Regions from separate parts of the Rattus norvegicus genome. Here region 2 is linked to region 1. A link is a contact called in public Hi-C data. All regions are on one chromosome and are shown on one strand. Each heading gives the region's core, a stretch centred on a gene start, on an enhancer-like site or on the middle of the called end of the contact. The rest is flanking DNA. Distances are from core to core; before and after follow the strand shown.

Evidence for each region. A called contact is a pair of places that touch in the nucleus more often than the background predicts.
Region 2: a contact with region 1 is called in a Hi-C map of liver, with 2.6 times the contacts expected there. The contact joins the enhancer-like site here to the promoter of Fbxl22 in region 1. A contact is called at or near these places in 3 of 12 Hi-C or Micro-C datasets (liver, prefrontal cortex and psoas muscle).

The regions. Positions count from the first base shown.
Region 1 is chr8:75,969,689-75,973,313 of GRCr8, forward strand. It overlaps Fbxl22 (F-box and leucine-rich repeat protein 22), which reads right to left and starts at 2,026. Exons shown (of 2, transcript NM_001108769.1): 1 at 1,634-2,026. The coding sequence starts at 1,968. It also overlaps a transcript of Usp3 not described here.
Region 2 is chr8:76,083,207-76,087,292 of GRCr8, forward strand. No RefSeq gene overlaps it. Among named protein-coding and RNA genes, the nearest start is that of Usp3, 36 kb to the left of the region's middle. Within about 2 kb of position 2,010, at least 1 of the 93 cell types and tissues checked has an H3K27ac peak or open chromatin away from gene starts, as enhancers often do. A contact at or near this core is called in liver, where this site is marked.

The sequences.
Region 1 (3,625 bases), core at 776-3,275:
GTGTCTTGCCTACACCTAGCTGGGGCAGCTCATCTCCCTTTTGCCTGGGAAAATAAAAGTAATTAAAATGTGCTGTGCTTGGTACCATTTCACACGCCGAGCCCATGCCTCCCTCATACACACTACACCTACTGTCCCGGTTTTGTAAATGAGGAGACTGGCACACAGTGGCTCAAGTGACTTGGCAAGAAGATACTTTGTGGGCCATGTACAGTTACTCAGATGAATATGAAGGTGCTTTTAAGCCCTCAGCGTATTGCCTGATCTGGCCTGAAAACGACTAAGGCAGAAGAATCCAGAACAGCTGACTCGCTTACATTCCCCAGCTCACTTTACCTTTCTCAAATTACTGTCACTTCATCTCACTTTGTGATATACATTTTCTCATTTTCCAGAGAAAGGTATGAGGTGGGTGTTGAAGCATTTGGTCTGGGGTGAGTTGTACAATATCAGAACTGAAAACCCAATGCCCTTTGCACCTTCTCTGATGCTGGGGACTGGTGCTTAGCAGATGTAATCTTAAATCAAATCTTGCTGGTTTCAGGGATTAAACCTGGTTACCTCCCATCAAGAATTGGTTACAACCAATATGGGATTGTGATGCTCCCTCTCCTCCACCCATCACCTTGCAGTCTGATTATTTTGAGCCTAGTGAAACCCATCAAAATGGCCTGGCCTGGTGTAGTCAGAGCCAAGCCCAAATCCACCTTGAGAAGAGAACAAGTGAAAGGCAGGCCACTGTAATTACCTCCTCTTCCTGTGGTGAGGTCAGCCAACCCTAACTACTAACCCTAGATGGCAGTAGCTGGCAACCACCCAAGCATCTTAGCTAGCAGAGAGCTCTTTCTCCTCAGCACCTGGCACAGCCATGTTGGCTATAGCTGCCCTGCCCAGGAAGGTAGACCAACCAATTTTGTGGCTCAGCCTGTGCAAGGGATAGGGGGATGAGGATGGTGGCCAAAAGGTCAAATAGGGGATGTTTTCAGGGCATTCTTAAGTTAAAAATTTTTTATCTCGAATTCAAATTTAACTGGGTGGTGTGTGTCTTACCTGCTAAAATCTGGAAGTCCTAAACTGGGCGCACCACACTATGTCTCAGAGCATCCCTTTTGCCCCCGACAATTGAAATACTCCATGGGTATTATTGAAATACTCCATGGGTAATATGCCAGATGAGTGTGTCCCTCAGAGGAGATGCTCACTGCTACTCTGCAATAGGCTTTGGTTCAGCTCACCTGAGCACCCTGGCTCTCCTTCCTCATCGGCAGCTCTCAGGCCTAGTTGAGAAATGGTGTATATTTTTGGCCAAATTAGAGGCCTGCACCACCTGATGCCTCTGGGAGCCTTTTCCTGGGGCCTGACCTTGAAAATTCAGGCTCAGCTGAACCTAACCAGGCCTTAATGGCTGCCAGTGAAGACAGCTGCTCCAAGGACAGGGCTAGCTGAACTCAGAACTTCCTTTGCCACAGAAGCATCTTCAGGAGCTGAGAGCAAGCCGATTTAACCCAACTCTTAGAACTGGTTGTCTGCCTTGGTCTCAATTAGAGCCATTTTGCTCTTGGAATGTGTGCTTCCCAGTCCCCCTGGAGCCAAGGCCAGCAAAGCCACACTGCTCAGGGGCAAGGTGGCCTACCTGTTGCACACCTGCAGGAGGAAATCATTAACCAGGTTCTCGTGCTGGCTGCAGATGCTCCTCTGGAAGGCGCTCTTGAGCCAGTCCTCGATGCTACACACTTGCACACGGCTGGAATGCCAACAGATGGACAGGCTGCGCAGTGCAGGGCTCAGCCGGAAGTTGTCTTTCTTGAGCTCTGTGAGGGAATGGAAGTGCAGCAGGGACCAGAGGGTGGGGTCCTCAAACACATCTCGGAGCTGGGAGCAAGTCCTGGAGAGACTCTTCCGACTGTCCTTGTCCAGGAAGGAGAAGAGGCGCAGCAGACACTCCCGATTGAGCTGGGTTATGTGCATGGTGAGTGGTGGCCTCACGTGAGTGCCCAGCAAGGGTCTGACCTGCCTCCTGCTTCCTCCCCAGATCAGGACTGGTGGACATATATGGTTGAGGAATGGTGTTTATTTTTGGCCAACAACTGGTGCTGAAGCCCAGGGAGGGGAGGGCGGGTGTCAGGATCCAGACTTACTCGAAGCCATCTGTGGTTAGGCTTATGTTCAGAGGGTCTGAAAGTCCTGGCAAAAGAGCAGCCCATTGAAGTTACAAGTTCTCCTTAAAAGGGATTTCTTTTCCTCTGAGCTGATAGTGTTGAGCACAGGGCTCTTGGCTCTTCCCAAGGTGTTTTCATTGGAGATAATTAGCTACAACAGCTCTTCCTGGTCGCAGCCTTTCTCCCTAGCAGGATGACAGTATTCGCTGTTATAGCGTGTGTCAGTGGGGCTCCCCTGCTCACCCTTGCTGGGGGCGGGGGGAGTCCTATCTGCTGAGCTAAGGGAGGTGACATGCCCTAAACTGTGAGTGGAATGTGAGGATCATGCCTGTTACTTTAGCTCAGGACATCGATGGCTACCAGGCAAGGATGAGCTATCTTCAAACCCCAATGGCTCCATTTTTACCCTGAACTGTCATAAGATTCATCTGAAATGTTTTAAAAGTGTGTGTGTGTGTGTGTGTGTGTGTGTGTGAGAGAGAGAGAGAGAGAGAGAAGCTGACATGTGCAAGTGTTCTTGGGGGTAATTTGCATAGTTTCATTATCTGTCCTAGATAGTATTTCCCAAAATGTGAGGTTGGGCAGAGGCAGCCCTTTTTCAGTTTCTATTTTTGAACACTTAACTGACTGTAAATGACGGGAAGTGAATTGGAAGTCTGATGGGTTTAGATGCTCACAGGCTGCCCTCCGCTGCCCTGCTTTTTAGGAGCAGTATGTGTACCTGTGGTGAGAAGTGTTCCAGCACAGTTGAGGGTAGGCACTGCTGTGCTGCGGACCTGGAAGTATGAAGCTGCTCTTAGTACATATGACATGATAGAAACATAAGACAACTACAGCTTCCCCTGAAAGGACTCCACAGAATCCCTTAATGACCACTCCCCTTTCCTCCTGCTCATGTAAGCTACAGGACCACCCCCTGCTGCCTGTAGCTCTGCCATGTCTAACTCCACTGGAAACAACCCAGGAGTAACATGGGAAAGCAGACAGACCTTTAATGCCACTTTCCACAGAAAAGCCCAGCTGGTGAGGCAGGACTAGGATGTGATTGCAGCACGAATGAGTGAGTCACGTTCACAATGACGTCCTCTTGGCATCATATGGACAACTAAGTTCTAGTGGCCAGTGATCTTGGCACAGCCACCCCTCACTTGACGGCTACTGCCCAGTGCTAACAGTCACAAACACGTGCCTCCTCTTTCCTGTGCTGTGGCATCTTCTCAGGGCTGTCCCCAGCCACAGAGGACCCATGCTCTGGAAACAGTTCTTACCTGAGCCTTTCCAAAGCCTGGGCAAGAGGTGACTCCAGCAGTCAGATTAACATGAGAGTTTAAGGGACTGGGGAGGTTACAGTGGGTTAAACATGTACAATAAACCAAAGTGAAATACTTCTGAGCAGGTACCACAGATGTGAGACATGACACTCACCCAGCGCCAGCACATGTGACTGGTTTAATTACATCATCTGT
Region 2 (4,086 bases), core at 760-3,259, 110 kb after region 1:
AGGTTGGTCAGTTTGATGACTGAAGAGGCCGTGACTAAGGTTTGAGTTCTTTGAGATTCTCTTAACTTTTTTTCTGTCTAAAAGATGTTTGCTTTGTTTTTTTTGTTTGTTTGTTTGTTTGTTTGTTTGGTTTATTGAGATAGGGTCTTACTACATAGCTCTTGCTGGCCTGTAATCCATTATGTACACCACACCTGCTCCAAATTCAGGGGTCTTCCTGTGTCTGCCTCCCCAGTGCTGGAATTAAAGATATTTGCCATCTTCACTTTGGGTCTGTTTTAGTTTGAAACCAGACATCTTTAAAGAAAACAAAGAAAAAAATAAAAATTAAAAAGTAAAGAAAACAAAGACATTTCTGCCATTATCCCTTGCTTCTTTATTTTTATCTTATGTTTGGTCTTTACCTATGACTGTGTAGCATATGCATGCAGTACCCATGAAAACCAGAAGATGATCGGTCTCCTGGAATTGGCGTGACAAATGGGTGCTGGGAATTGAACCCTGGTCTCCTGGAAGAGCAAGTGCTCTTACTCTCTGAACCATCTCTTCAGCCTCACCATTGTTCCTTCCTGTGAACAAGCAGAATATTGTTAGGTCCTCCCAGCTGACGTCCCCTTCCACCTCACCGACGATACCATACTGTGACTGCATGGCAAGAAGGGAACTCCACACCTGGTTTTAGGACTCTGCATTCACACCCTGGCCAGCGGACAACCCAGGACTCAACCTTCCCCCAGAGCATCCAGTTATCACGAAAGCAGGGGTGTGACTGAAATGCTGCTTGCCTTTAAGAGACAGGAGAAATGACGGCTGAGCGGGCCACTGGCAATGGAGTCGAATTTCCCATCCACTGATTTACCAAATATTTAGACTCTGAATTCTCGGGAACTCCTTGTTTATGCAAACATAAGCTTTTCCTATTGCCATACCTTTTAGTTACTACGTCAAGCTCTGCCCTGTTTCTCTGTTAAACCATAGAATCTCTACCCTTTTGTCTTTTGCCTCATTCCAACATGTGGTCCCCTTTTATGTGTCTTCAGAATCTCGTCAATCCGAGGCTTAAAAATATTTAATACGCGGCCAGGTGGGATTCTAGTCACTGCTCGGCCAGCACTTGCTGTCCTTGCTGGATCAGGAACGGTCTGGAGGACTGAGGAGAAGGCAAAGGAGGCCGAGGAAGGACCGGGCCTGCCTAAGCACCAACAGGAAGGGTTTCTTTTACTTACTTGGTTTTGAGATGAGACGGATGTTTTGGTGGCAAAGAGTGAAAAGGAATTCTTAATTACTCTTTTCCCTTCTGGTGGCTGATTGGTGAAAGTAAAAAGGCATGGTAATGTTCAAGAAATCCTTTACAGATACGTGTATGTGCTTGTGTGCAGGCATATGTGTTGCACATGTGCACAGACATGTGTGCATGTGGGTGGGGGGGTGGGTGTGTCTCACTAAAGAAAGAACATAGGGCTTTGTGCATGTCAGGTGAGTGTTTAACCGCAGAGCCCAGCTCTTTTAGGGTTTTACTTTGACATAGAAAATCGTATTGAATTGCCCAGTTGGCCTTGAACTCAGTCTGTAGCCCCCGCAGGCCATGAATTGGAGATCTGTCTGTCTCAGCATTTGTAGCAGCTGGGCTTACAGTCTTGGGCCCTGGCCTGGTTCCTTGTAGGCCTTGACCTTTTGCAGAAACGCAGAGATGCCCGAGTTATACACTATGTGGTTATTTCCAAGGCGGAAGTATCCTATTTGCTTTCTGAAGTGCCGAGGGTTGAGCGGATTCTTGTCTTCAGTTTTTATGGGAGGAAACAGAAGTCCTTCCTGAGCGTCACCCGAGTATGTAAGTGTGGGACAGTTGTATTCCAGGGTGGTGCCTTGGTGTTCTGTGCACCTGGTCTCGTCCCTGGTGTTCCTAGCCTCCTTGGTCTTGTTTTCAAAGCTGTCACTAAGGCATGGACTCATTCAGCTTAATGCTGGCACTCCATACTTTTCCTAGTGACAAATACCAAAAAGAGCTTAGTCACACTCTCTTTAGCCAAAGGACTCCGGAGTCACCTGCAGGATCTACAGACAGATGCGGGAGCCTGGATGAGGTCCCAGGTGGAAATAACAAATTTTCGTGACTTGTCTTCAGTTTCCAAGAGTTAGCTTCTCCCTGGGGGCTTATGTAAATTACATTCCTCCCCCACCCCCATCCCCAACCCTTACCCCACCTCCACCCTGTTCTGAGTCTTGGGGTAATGGGAAAGAGTCAGTGCTGTAGGCCTGACCTGTGGTGTCACCTGATAAGTGACCCTTTCCCCTGAGGGCTGCTGTCCAGCTAGAGAACCTGGCCCAAAAGTCAGGAAATATTTGACTTAACATCGAACATTCCATTATTCATCTGACAGGCTGGACACCAGCTCTGTTCTTCGGGCTGACCATGTCCAGTGTCAGTATGACCACAGCACAGTTTTCTCAGCTTCTGCCCCATAGTAGGTCGTCTGGACTGCCTCGCGCTTTAACTGCAACCGTAAGCACAGTTGTAAGCTCTGAGCATCTCTGTATGTATCTTTGTTTTTAGACACACACCCCCTCCCCACCTTTCTCTCTCTCTCTCTCTCTCTCTCTCTCTCTCTCTCTCTCTCTCTCTCTCTCTCTCTGTTGTATTTATCAGGGTCTCAGGGTCTCACATATTCTAGGCTGGTTTAAACCTAGCTAGACAGCTGATGATGACCTTGAAATCCTGACTTCCTGCCTCCGTCTCCTAAATGTACTGGGATTACAGGTATGTTGAGGATCCAACCCACAGCTTTATGCATGCTAGGCAAGCACTGAGCTCCATCCCCGGATTTATAAATGCGTACAGATATAATTCCTATTTTTATGCTTTTCATCCTCTAAAGTGTATCCAAAGATCACAAGGCCCGATCAATTTTGTAATTTGGCACGGTGATGTAAAAAGCATTTTTATTCTGTGTTTAGGAAAAAAAAACATCGTGCTTGCTTTTTTCAGAGACTCCTGTAACCTCAGCCGGCTGGAGGCAGTGGGAAGATCACAGAGGGCGCCAAGCAAAGTGAGCTGGGCTCCTTCTGGCAGCTGCCCTTGTGGACAGGGCTACTCTTTGAGGAACTGGCCACGGACATTCTCTTGGCCTATTTGAAATTGGTTTTTCCAGTTGCAATATTGGTTATGGGGTGGGTGTGGGTGTTTCTTACATCAGGGCAAACCTACAGTACTGTAGAAGATGAACTGGGTGTCGGGATTTGAACAGTTTACTATCAAAGTGTTTCGCAGATATTTTGGAAGGTGCTGGTCATGTACAGGAAGGAGGGACACCGACTGCCCCCTTCTGGTGTGAAGCTTAGTTTCCAAGTGACTGTGGATCATTCTGGCTCAAGGTCAGGCCTCTGTGCCAGAGAAATGGGAGAAGGTTCCTGTCTTCCTGGCTGACCCCGGGGATCACTTTTGAGATCACAAATTCCTTCTGCCAATCAAACTGTGGGAGATGGGAAGGTGCTGGCTTTCTGGAAGCCGCTTGTAAAAGAAAATGTGTTAGGCTCTCAAGAGGGGAGTTGGCAAAGACATCTTAGAAAAGCAGGAGGCCTTCCTCAGTTATTCACCAACCCTTTAGAAAGACTAGCAGCCCCCGGTGATGACTCCACAGGCACTCATATAGAACACCATCAGCCACACACCAGCAAATATTATTAGGTGAGATAAGCAAGATGGCTGCCTTTCTTATTGTCTAGTGGGGGATTTGACAGGAAGATTAATTCCTTTTTAAACTGTTGTGCTTTCTTTTCTCTAGTTAGTTGAAGACAAAGTGGCATCTAAACAGAAATTAAGAATAATTTAGAACATCTTGCCTTCTGAGTACTACGGCTGATTTTATTTTAATACCTTCTGGTCCTGGGACATTGCAATGGACATTTGCACAGAGCTGCCATCAGAGTACATGTGTTACCCTGAAGCTTGGGATGGTTTTCTCATAACAAACATCTTGCTAATCTCCCTAGTTACCCTGACAGCTACAGGGGAGACAAATGTGGGGCCATCATCGGAGTCTATGTAGCAATTCTCTCATGCCTGGAATTGTGGATTTTTTCTTTCAC